Linked DNA regions of Rattus norvegicus: region 1 is linked to region 2. The links are chromatin contacts, called in public HiChIP or PLAC-seq maps. All regions are on one chromosome and are shown on one strand. Each heading gives the region's core, a stretch centred on a gene start, on an enhancer-like site or on the middle of the called end of the contact. The rest is flanking DNA. Distances are from core to core; before and after follow the strand shown.

The links. HiChIP or PLAC-seq counts read pairs in DNA pulled down with a chosen protein or histone mark.
Region 1: an H3K27ac HiChIP or PLAC-seq map of oligodendrocytes shows a contact between it and region 2, with 6 times the contacts expected there. The contact joins the promoter of Inip here to the promoter of Kiaa1958 in region 2. A contact is called at or near these places in 5 of 12 Hi-C or Micro-C datasets (the A7r5 cell line, frontal cortex, hepatocytes and 2 more) and 1 of 1 datasets of contacts at active chromatin or transcription factors (oligodendrocytes).

Annotation. Positions count from the first base shown.
Region 1 is chr5:79,454,755-79,460,131 of GRCr8, reverse strand. Inip (INTS3 and NABP interacting protein) reads left to right here and starts at 2,580. Exons shown (of 5, transcript NM_001305282.2): 1 at 2,580-2,708; 2 at 4,123-4,203. The coding sequence starts at 4,179.
Region 2 is chr5:79,283,685-79,289,649 of GRCr8, reverse strand. Kiaa1958 (KIAA1958 homolog) reads right to left here and starts at 2,942. Exons shown (of 4, transcript NM_001419541.1): 1 at 2,669-2,942. LOC134486941 (a long non-coding RNA gene) reads left to right here and starts at 3,023. Exons shown (of 2, transcript XR_010066534.1): 1 at 3,023-3,181; 2 at 5,240-5,433.

The DNA of each region.
Region 1 (5,377 bases), core at 1,331-3,830, 170 kb before region 2:
TTCGACGACAGTTCAGGCTCCTTTCGCTTATACAAAATTATTTCAACACCTCCTTCCCCTTGTTTTTGAGACGGGGTCTCCCTATGTAACCCTGGCTGGCCTATAGAAGTTCCAGCACTGCAGGGAGAAGACGAACTGTTTTCAAGGACTGCTATTCACAAAACAAAAGGCCAAACAATTGGTCATGAGTGAAACTTACCTTCCTGCTGGTCATGCTCCCCCAATCCTCACATACTGAACTGGACAAGAAACTACAAAATGTTTTGGAAGAATTTTCTTCCACTCCTTAAACAATGTTCTTTCAGAATGTCCATTATTTTAATGTGTAATGTTTTAATTGTACATATGTAGGCAATGCAGTGTAATAGTGAGATGTATATATTCACCAGGTCATGATTAGGGTAGTAAACACTTTCATCTAATTAAATCTTCTGTTTTCCTGTTTAGGAATTAAAGAGCTTCCTGTGCCCTGTTTCCTGTACTGACTACTTGGGCAACAGGACAAAAAAAAAATTCTCCTAAGAATATAGAAACCATTTATCTTTTTAAGTCACACCCAGCCTCACTTCGACCTTTTAACTGAAAGAATTTGTTAGGACTTTTAAGCTTGAATAAGGCTGCATTTTCCCAGAAGATCACAGAAGAGACTCAAATGTATTTATTGCCAACATGCTTTATATTTTAATTAAAGTAGTTAGTAGAGCTGGGTATGAGGGTACAGGCCTATAAGTGCCAGGACTCAGGAAGGTGAGAAGGAGTTTTCCAGTCTGCCGCCTGGGCTACAAGGTGAGTTCAAGGACAGCCTCTAAGTACCAAAACCCTGTCTCAAGGGGGAAAAAAAATCACTAAGAGCTGGTTCTAGAGGAATCCCTAATGCTTTGACACTTTAGTACAGTTTCTCTTGCTGTGGTGACCCCCAAACATAAGATTATTTTCTCGGGGTTGGGGATTTAGCTCAGCGGTAGAGTGCTTGCCTAGCAAGCGCAAAGCCTTGGGTTCGGTCCCCAGCTCTGAAAAAAAGAAGAAAAAAAAAAAAGAAAAAAAAAGATTATTTTCTCTGTTGCTTCCTAACTACAACTTTGCTACTGCTAAGAATCAGTGTAAATATCTGATATGAAGGCTACCTTATATGTAATCCCTGCACACAAATTGAAAACTGCCGTTCTAGAGCAAAGACAGTATTCGGAAGTTAAGAACCTGGCAGAGTTTGCGGGCTTTAGCTCAGCTCATGGCTGGATACAATGTAGTAACATCTCTGTTTCCCAGATACAAATCACAGGCAGACACAAGCTGATGGACAGCAGGCACCCAGCACATGGAAAACACTCAACTTTTTTTTTTTTTTTTTTTTTTGCTGTGAACTAAGTAAATTCTTGGTGTTGAACTTACCGTTGTGCATCAGAAACAGTAACAAACATTTATTATTTTAGAAATAAGGTTTATGTAGTCAATACTGGCCTCAAACTTGCTATGTACCTATGTACCTTGTGATCCTCTTCCCACCAAATTCCTGAGGCTGGATTAAGAAGTATACACTACCATACCCAATTTTATGTGGTGCGAGGTATCAAATTCAGGGCCTCCTGTATCCTAGACAAGTTCTCTACCAACTTAGCTACATCTCCAGAATCCCAAATACTAATACAGAGCATATGTGCAAGTTGTGGAAAGTGGTTAATAACCATAGAACACACAACACACATCAAAACATGTTTACTTCTTTTAGTTTTTTTTTTTTTTTTTTTTTTCAAAATAGAGTTTGCCTGGGTAGCCCTGGCTGTCCCGGATCTCACTTTGTAGAGAAGGTTGGCCTTGAATTCAGAGAAATGCTTCCCTCTGCTTCCCTAGCGCCACCGTGTGCCAAACACGTTTACTTCTTAAGGTAAACATCTAGATTTAGCGTGCGGCTACCCAGCATTAGGTAGTTTCCAGTAGCGTCTTGGTGTGATTTTCCCTTTTTTGTTTGTTTGCTTTGGAGACAGGGTCTTTCTGTGTAGTCCTTACTGTTCTGGAGCTCACTATGCACACCTGGATGGCCTCAAACTTAGATCTGTCTCTGCCTTCAAGAGTGCTGGGATCAAAGGCATGCCCCACTACTCTCAGCCGACACTTTCATTTTTAAAATTCAGATTGTGCACAGTAGTGAAAACTTGTACCTATTTAGTGCTCTCCTTGTGTATAATTATTTATTCAGACGGTAGGCAACAAAAATATTCCTAGGAAAGTTGTGAAAACCTGAAAGTGTGCTCAACCTCCCTCTGAGCTCTACTGAAATGGATTAACACCGGGGTTAAATTCTGAAGACAGACAGCTAGTCTCCTGAAAACTCGAAGGACAGGAAAAAAAAAAAATCAATTTAGGTGCTAGGGACCCGGCTCCATTCCTGCCAATCAGCGTTGGGTTCCGCCCCCAACTGTACGGCCTGCATCTCCCGTGAGCCTCTTCGACTGTCATTCTTCGGAAGGGAAACCCTTTCCCGCCGAAGAAGCGATTAAACTACAAATCACCTTGGGTAGCGTCCGTTGGGTCCAGTCGATAGGCGGGACTTCCGCTTCCAGGGGCTCTGTCAGTCAGGAGGCGGAAGCTGGTGCCGGCGGGAATGTTGTAGCGCGGCGCATTGCTGCACTCTCGCCGGGTTCTGCGTGGGCGCGCCCCCCTGCACAGCGGCGACTGGACAGCGAGGTTTCTCGAGGTTCCTCGCATTCCGGGTAAGTATAAAGGACAGAAAAAGTGTGGCCCTAACGCCGGCCACCGGGCAGCGGCCTCGCGCGGACTAGCGTACGAGGGTTTCTCACTTCCCGTTGAGTTTCGCCCACTTCACCCGCGGGCAGGGACTCCTGGGACATCCTGACCCTTTCTCAGGGTGGCCTTGATCGCCTTCAGTGTTAGCTCGGCTTCGCTCACGCTGTGCTCCAGCCGCAGGAGTCGCGAGTCCTTTAAACCTGGCAACTGCTCAGAGCTCGTGTCTTCGCTCAACAATAGTTCTCTACTTCCGCAACCTTGTTCGCGCCTTGTTTTGTTTTGTTTTGAGTCAGGGTCTGGCAGTGTAGCCCTCGTTGGCCGGGTACTCGCGGTTCTGCCTTTTCTTCCCGAGTGCTGGAATTACCGCGGTGTGCGGGCATATTTTTAAAGAGCGCATTTATTAAATTGGTTTTCCTCCTCCACGCCGTGTGATTACTTGAATGAAACTCAACGGTCGAGGAGTTTGTCTTGTGATTTCGCCCTGGCCTAATACAAAACTTAATTTCTAAACTTAGCGATAAGCAGGCTTGGAGTTGGAGAGGTGGCCCAGCTGGTAAGAGCACTTACTGCCCAAGCATTAGGGTCTGTGTTGGAATCTCCGGCATCCATGTCGGAAGCACAAGGTGTGGCTGTAGCTCCTGCACCCCAGAGCTGAGGGAAGGCAGAGACGGAGGATCGGTGAGGATGGCTGGCAGCCAGCCTAGCTTCAGGCTCAGTGAGAGACCCTGTTTTCAAAGGAACAAGGTGGAGAGCGGTAGCACAAGGCGACCATCCAGTGCCTTTTTCTATCTTACTCACTCATGCTCACCACTGGGCATATACCACACACACAGAGAAACCAGGAGTCTAAGTTTGCTTAGTCGTGTGACAGTTGGCTTCCACATATATAAAAATGCTCATTAAAAACATTTTTTGGGGGAAACATCTTACACAATATATGGTGCAGTGTAGATACTTGTTAGGTTGGTTGGTTGGCTCGCTCGCTCGCTCTTTCTTTCCTTCCTTCCTTCCTTCCTTCCTTTCTTCCTTTCTTTCACCAGCACAGTAGATGACCTGAGAGTGATTTTTATAGAATTTTATTTTTCTTCTTAGCACTGATTATGTGGATACTTTCAAGAGGTTGATCTATTTGGTAAATACATCTTGATGTAAATTAAAAATAATGCTAAATGTTGGTATTAACAACTTCAAGACTAAAAAAAATGTCATTTAATGAAGTGCATGAGGAACTTGCAGAGCTAAGTTTCTGATTTAAGCCTGTGCTTACGTTTATCTTTCTGAAGAGACTAAGAAACCCAACTCAGCCTAGCTGTTCTTCACGGTTTTGAGACTGTAATTAAGGCCAGCGCATTTTATGTGTGCACATAAATTTTTTTACAGATGATTGTAAAGTCCTGATCAGTGGCCACTGAATATAATTGACACAGAATAGGAAGATGGCAGCAAATCCTTCAGGACAAGGTAATGCATGCTGGGATTTCTGTTATTACTAGGAACGTTCTCCCATACAATAAATGTATTTGAAGTAGAGAAAATTTAGTATAGAGCAGTTACTGCGTCCAGAATTATGAGTAGCAAAGTGGAATCCCCCAATTTAAAATCAGCTTAACACTGTATCAGCAGCTTATTTTCTAATATTACTAATTCTTTATTTCAACCTGTTAAGATTAGTGATTCACATCGTGAACTTTTTCCTTCCATTTACTTGTGTATAGTGTGCATCTGTGTATATGCATGTTTGCATGTGTGGGAGCATGTGTGTAGGGGTGGGCATACACACATGTGGAGACTGGAGATTAACATCGAGAATCATCTTCCAGCACTTTGCACCTAACTCACTGAGGCAGGGTCTCTCAGTCAAATCTAGACCTTGCCCATTGGCTACTCTTGCTAGCCAGCTTTCTCCAGGGTTCTCCTCTCTGCCTTCCAAGGCTGAAATTACACAACATGTACGTGGATTTTAGGGAGCTAAACCCTGGTCCTCATGATTTTGGGAACAAGTGCTTAACCACTGAACCACCTCCCCAGCCCGCATCATAAACGGTCTCCTGTCTCCTCTGGCATCTGTTTTCTTCTTGCTTTTAAAGTCAGGTAATAACCATGCTTTATCTTCATTGCTGTAAAAGCTTCATTTCACCTGTTACTTTCTTTAATCCCATCAAGTTAGGGACACGTTTCTGTTAAGACATTAAAAAAAAAAAAGTTTTGTTGAAAAAAAAATTTATTCAATGTTTTTAGCTTTTTGAAGGCTATCTATGTTGTGTTGAACTTGTGATATTCCTGCTTCAGCCTCTTAGTTGCTAGGGTTACAAGTATGCTCCAGATTTTTTTTTTTTTTTTTTTGAGACAAGGTATGTCTTCTTGGCTGCCTGGAACATACTATGTAGACCAGGCTGGCCCCCCTCATACAGCTCTGCCTCTCCCCCTAGTGCTGGAATTAGAAGCATGTGCCACGGGGCTGGGGATTTAGCTCAGTGGTAGAGCGCTTACCTAGGAAGCGCAAGGCCCTGGGTTCGGTCCCCAGCTCCAAAAAAAAAAAAAGAAGCATGTGCCACTACACCTGGCTCATAAATGTAGCTATCGTTTTTTAAGTCTTTTTTATGCAAATACTTGAAACTGGTCTCTTTCCACATCA
Region 2 (5,965 bases), core at 1,693-4,192:
GAGTAGTTCTTATCACTCCTCTCACCAGGCCACAGAGGATTGGGGGGGGGGGGGCCTCGAGGAGGTAGGGGGTTGGGGGGGGAGGTGCGGAGGTAGGGGGGGGGGGTGTGTGCTACCGGGACATGGACACAATCACACCAAAAGTCATCATAGGAAAGGGCAAGACCAAAAGTTACAGGTCTCTAGAGAGCAAATCTGTTACCTCCCAGTTTTCTATTTTATTACCATAGTACCAAGCATAGGGAAGTTCTGAAAAAGCCTGTAGACTTTTAGGTCTCCCAGATTTAACTAAGGACAGCTTAGTATAGCTTAGGAAAACAAAAGCCAGCTAAATGGCAACTTTGTTTTAAAGGCCAACTGATACAAAATTTTTGCAAGGAGCATTTATTTGTTGTAAGGTTAAAAAAGAAAACGAAACCCATCAGGATAAAGAATTAATGTAAGCGCCTGCACAGACATCAACTGAACAAAAGGGAAACAAGTAAAAATACATATAAGCCACTCTGGAATGCTTCTGATTACACCACTGTTAAGTTAAACAGAATGAAAACATTAACATGGACACACCAGTCAGAAAGAAATGAGAAGGCAAGGTATTGTCTCCCAGCCAGCACAGATAAAGGCACTGAGTGCTGATCCCAGGCTTTCCCTGCACAACCCTGGCTCTGTTAACCTCCCCCCATCTCACAGAGATGCTTTGTTCAGTCTTATCACAGCCACTGACCACTGACTGCCTAACAGATACACAGAAATCAATTCAGTTTGCTAGCCTGTCTTCTGCAGTATTTCAACCAGTGCCAAAGAGATGCAACTCTGAGGCTGTTCTCGAACTCCCTGTCCCTGATGATACCAGACCCAATTCAACTCCTCTTTAACCTATCTATAAGGGAGGGCAGAAAGGTTTAGGCCAGGGTGGACCAGAGCAACAAACACAGAGTTGATCCTTTGTGTAGTTTAAATCCATTTAACTAATCTAGACCGGAAGTCACAACAAAACCTGATCAACTATGGTTAATGTAGCTGCCTCCAAACATAAATCCTGTACAAATGTATAGTCTGATAACTTATAAAAATTCAGTATACAATATCATTAACATAATGTAACTGGGGCAGGAATCTAGGATAAATTTTTTTCTCACAAAAAGTCACTTTTTAAAGCTTATTAAAGTCTTTTATAATAAAAATAGGGTACTTGAATAAAGGTGCATTGAACTATATTTTTTTTGAATCTTTAACAATTTAATAGGAATTTAAAGAGCTTTCATCTATATTATTTTTCCCTTCAAATTTAGATTTTTTTTTTAAAGGAATCTTCCACTTTCTCCAAATGGCTAGCATTGTTCAGTGCTCCTCAAAACTACTAAAAACGAATCCAAAAACCACTCCCAGGTAACAGTCAGACTTAAGTATGCCAATATGAATTCTCACAGTCGACAAAAATAAAGTTTCTAAAAGTGAGGAAAAAACAGATTAACATAGGACATAAACCCGTATCTACATAGAAAACATGAGTCTATGAAATGAACTTTATGAATGCTTCCTGGACTTCATTTATCATTTGATCATATATGAACATATAGCAGCTGTTCACGAAGTTAGCCAGCTAATCAAATAAGAAAAATCAGAGCTGCCACCTAACACCTTTCAAAACACTGTATCTAACAAGCAACCAACCCAATCCTTGGTTTGTATGCACGGAATACATAGTTGCTTCATGTAAAATAAGGAAATACCGGTGGGAAAATCACTTCTAACATCACGTTTTCTTCACATGCTATGAAAGAAAAAAAAATCTCTCTTAAAACGGAAAACAAAGGTTTTAGCCCGCATGGAAAGACTATCATTGTGTTTTACTCTCTGATGCAAGCCCTACCGTAAAAGCTGTCACTACAGGGCACTCCGATTAATTGTTTAATTGGTAGACTACTCTATCAGTGATAATCCTAACGACCACGAGAAAAAAACTTTACTCCAAAACTTCAAAACAAAAATAAATACAAGTGGTTTTTTTAAATCAACCATGTTCGATTTTCTCCATTTAAGTCATTACCTGACCTTTACATTTTTTAATTAAAGACAGCTGTAAGAAAACCACATAAACCACATATTTTTGTTTGTTTGTCTGTTTGTTTGTTTGTTTGTTTGATCTGACGTGTTGCTGGTCAGCTCAACCTCCTCTCTCCAGGACACTAGATATCTTGATCTATTTGATAAAAACACAAATCACTGTGCGCAGCCTCAGACTCGGGGGAGCGTTTGGGAGAGAACCCTCCTCCGTTAGAAACAATAAATAAGGGAGCAAAGCGCCGCACGTTCCTTTACACGCCCCACACGCACCTCCCGGTAACTCCCGACAACCAAGCTAGTCCGGCAGAGCCCCGAGGCGCCTTACCGGTCTGCAACTAGCTGGACAGACCGTTCCTCCTCCGTCCCGCCCTCCTGCCCGGCTCCGGGACGCCGGCGCACCGACAGTCCCCGCCAAGACGCCGCGGGCCGCGAACCCGTGCGCGCCGGTCTCTGCGCCCGCAGACCCCTCCGCCCCTAGCGCCCTCCCGCCTCGCCAGCCCGGAGCAGACAAAAGGAAGGTTCTGAGGGTCACGGCGCGGCCGCCCACACACAAAGGCCCCGCGCTCGCCTGCTCCCCAGCCCTGAGCGGGCTCTCACCCACCTGCAGGTGTCTGTGCGTCTGTCCATAGGAACGCGGGCGGTGGGGCCTGCGAGAGCCCGGCGGCCCGAGCTGGACGGGGAGGGACGGCGGGACGGAGGACGGCAGCACCACGGCCGGAGGCCCCGGGGCCGGAGTCGGTGAAGCGGGAAGGGTGCCCCGCGGGCTGCGCGGCGGGTGACGGCGGTGGTGCGGTGGGGGCGCGGGCGCCAGCCTGGCTCGGCCACCGGCGCGCGCCGCTCCGTGCGCCCCGGGCTCCGCGCGCCCGGCTTGGAGCGCGGGGGCGGGGCCGCGCGGGGCGGGGCCGGAGAGGGGCGGGGCGGGGGCTCGGACCCCGGCTTCAGCCGGCACCGGAAGCGCTCCGCAGGCGGCGGGACCTACAGGAAGTGTGTAGCGACGCCCGCGGAAGGCACTCGACCCGCGGCGCTCGCTACCCTACCAGGGCGCGGGCCAAGCTCTTGCCACCGATGCGCGCAGCCCGGAGCCGGCGGAGTTCAGCCCCCGCCGCTCCGACAGGTACAGAACCCACGGTCTCTGCCACTTTCCACGCATGTGGGCTGTCCCGGTCTCCAAGCACTTCCTAAACACTTGAAGTAAGCATAGCCTGATCGCTTTAGAGGTGTGTGACAGACACCTCAGCCAGAGCTGTGCCAGGTGGCCTGGGACCCACAATGTACTTACTCCATAGTATCCTAATGCCCCACCGCATCATACCTACACACCCGAAATAAACTGGAATTCTCGGGGAAAAAAAAAGAATGCTGCAGGGTGTTAAAGATTCTACAAGGCTTAATAATTTAACTTCATGACTGTGAAGAGTTAAAATGTTGCAGACCAGAGCTAAATTAGCTTGGGCATTTTTAGTTCCTTTGGGAGGCATGTATTGCCTACCCATCAAACTTAATACCCTCATGCCTTAGGAAAACCTTTACTATGTCTTTTTAGCAGTGGCTGGAGGGACAGCTCAGTGGTTAAGAGCACTGGCTGCTCTTCCAGAATACCCAAGTTTGATTCCCAGCAGTAGTTTACAACAGTCTGGAGCTCAGTCCCTACAGTACTGAGACAGTGGTGCACAGACATACACGCAGGCAAAACCACCATTAATAATAAGAAGAAATGTATTGTCAGCTGACTACTGGCTTCCACTGAGTCGAAAGCTACAAGTCTCATCAGTACCTGAAACCTGTGGCCCACTTTGCTGTAATCCACTGACCTGCAGTCCCTGCATTTGATAAATGCCTTGATTTTAGGGACTTTCTTCTGTAACTAATTTTTAAAAAGCTAATGTAACTACTTCCACAGTGGAGCACGACTCTCAGGGCAATATGAATCCATGTTGCTGGACCACCTTTCTTATTTGGCTCAAGAATAGACTCAGGGCTGAAGTTTCGAATCTACACACTCATCCCACCTAGGGAGTGGGGCCGTTGTAACAGCTAAAACTCTCAGACGGATGCTCTGGTACACAAGGGCCTGAAGGCTACTTAACACATGTCACTACTGAGGCAAGGCTGTACGTTTAAAAACCTTTTCATAGCACCTACCTGCTACGTTTGTGTCAAGACTTAGTGGGTTGTTAATTCAGGTAATCCTAAGAACGCCACAAAGCTGGTGCTAGTAACATTGCTCTTCTATGGAAAATTAGCTACAAGTTTTAATTGTTTTTATGTGTGTGGGTGTTTTGCCTGCATGAGTATCTCTGTACCAGGGATGCCCTTGGTGCCCTCCCAGGCCAGTAGAGGGTGTCAAATGGGAGCTCCCTTGTGGGGGTTGGAAATCAAAACCCGGTCCTCCTGAAGGGCAACTAGTGATCCTAACCACTGAGCCATCTCTCCAGCCCTGTGTTTTCAGGTACATACTGAGAAGTGATATTGCAGTTTATAAGATGATTATAGTGTTAGTTTTCAGAAACCGAGGCTTAGAGAAACTAAAAAATCTTGAGTACATAGATTGTTATTAGAGCTCAGATTCATCCAAAGCAGTCTGGCTCCAGACTCCCTTTTCTCCTCACAGCCCTGAGTCCTTTCTGAGACATTTATAATGGCAGGAAGTTATTTAGAAATAACCTGGTCAGCCTTAGGTGCTATCCACATGTTGGGCTCACTCCTCCTATGACAGGAAATCTCAGCCATTCCTACCGCTGGGGTAGGTGAGAGATGAGAATGTAGGAGATTGTAAATGAAGGATCCAGGGTCATCCGGACATCAGATAACTTCAATTGCCCATTAGTCAGTTCTTTCCTGCACCGCAGCCTCCACCAGCCCTCACAATCCTGAAGAGTTTAAGGCTGACATTCCTTTTTTAAAGCAGCAATTATCGTTATTTTTTTAAGGATTTATTTCCTTTTATTTATATGAGTACACTGTAGCTGTCTTCAGACACACCAGAAGAGGGCATCGGATCTCTTTACAGATGGTTCTGAGCCACCATGTGGTTGCTGGAGATTGAACTCAGCCCTTTGAACGAGCAGTCAGTGCCCTTAACCTCTGAGCCCTCTCTCCAACCCGACATATTTTCTTAATGTAGTTTATTTTACATGTATTTTGCCTGTGTTTGTCTGTGTACCCTATGCAGGATGGCCCACTGAGGTCAGAAAAGGCATTGGACCTGGAGTTAGAGACCTTTGTGAGCCGCCATGTAGGTGCTGGGATCAAAGCTGAGTCCTCCCCACAGCTGAACCACCTCCCCCACCCCACAGGCTGATGACGATCTTAAATCTGTACATTGTCAACGCTCTGGTGCCAGCTAAATAAAAGCATTTATGTAAATGCTGTGACTCAGTGAAATGTACACGAAGTAAGGCAGAAGGCCTCACACAGTTAACTGCTGCATCTTCCTAAAATGTGCTCCTGTGGAGAAATCAGAACCCTTACGTGTTGCTGATAGAAGAAGGTACAGCCAGTACATAAAACAAAATGGCAGATCCTCAAAAGACAAAAAGTTAGAGTATAGGAACTAGTGATCTCACCTCCAGGTATGTGTCCGAAAGACAGAGTCTTAAAGAGGTGTCGGTGTCAGTGTCCCAAGATGTGAAGCAGCCTAGATTTCCACTGAGAGATAAGGAATAATGAAAATGCAAATATTATCCATCTGTTAGTCTTGTTCCACATCCAGTGTGAACCTGGAAGACAGTGTTCTGAGTGAAATAAACCTATTACAAATGCTGCACACCTGTAATTCCAGCACTGGGGAGGCAGAGACAGCCTGGTCTACAGAGTGAGTTCCAGGACAGCCAAGGCTACACACACACACACCTGTCTCAAAAAAACAAAAATCAAAACAAAAGTGTGCAGAGGACTA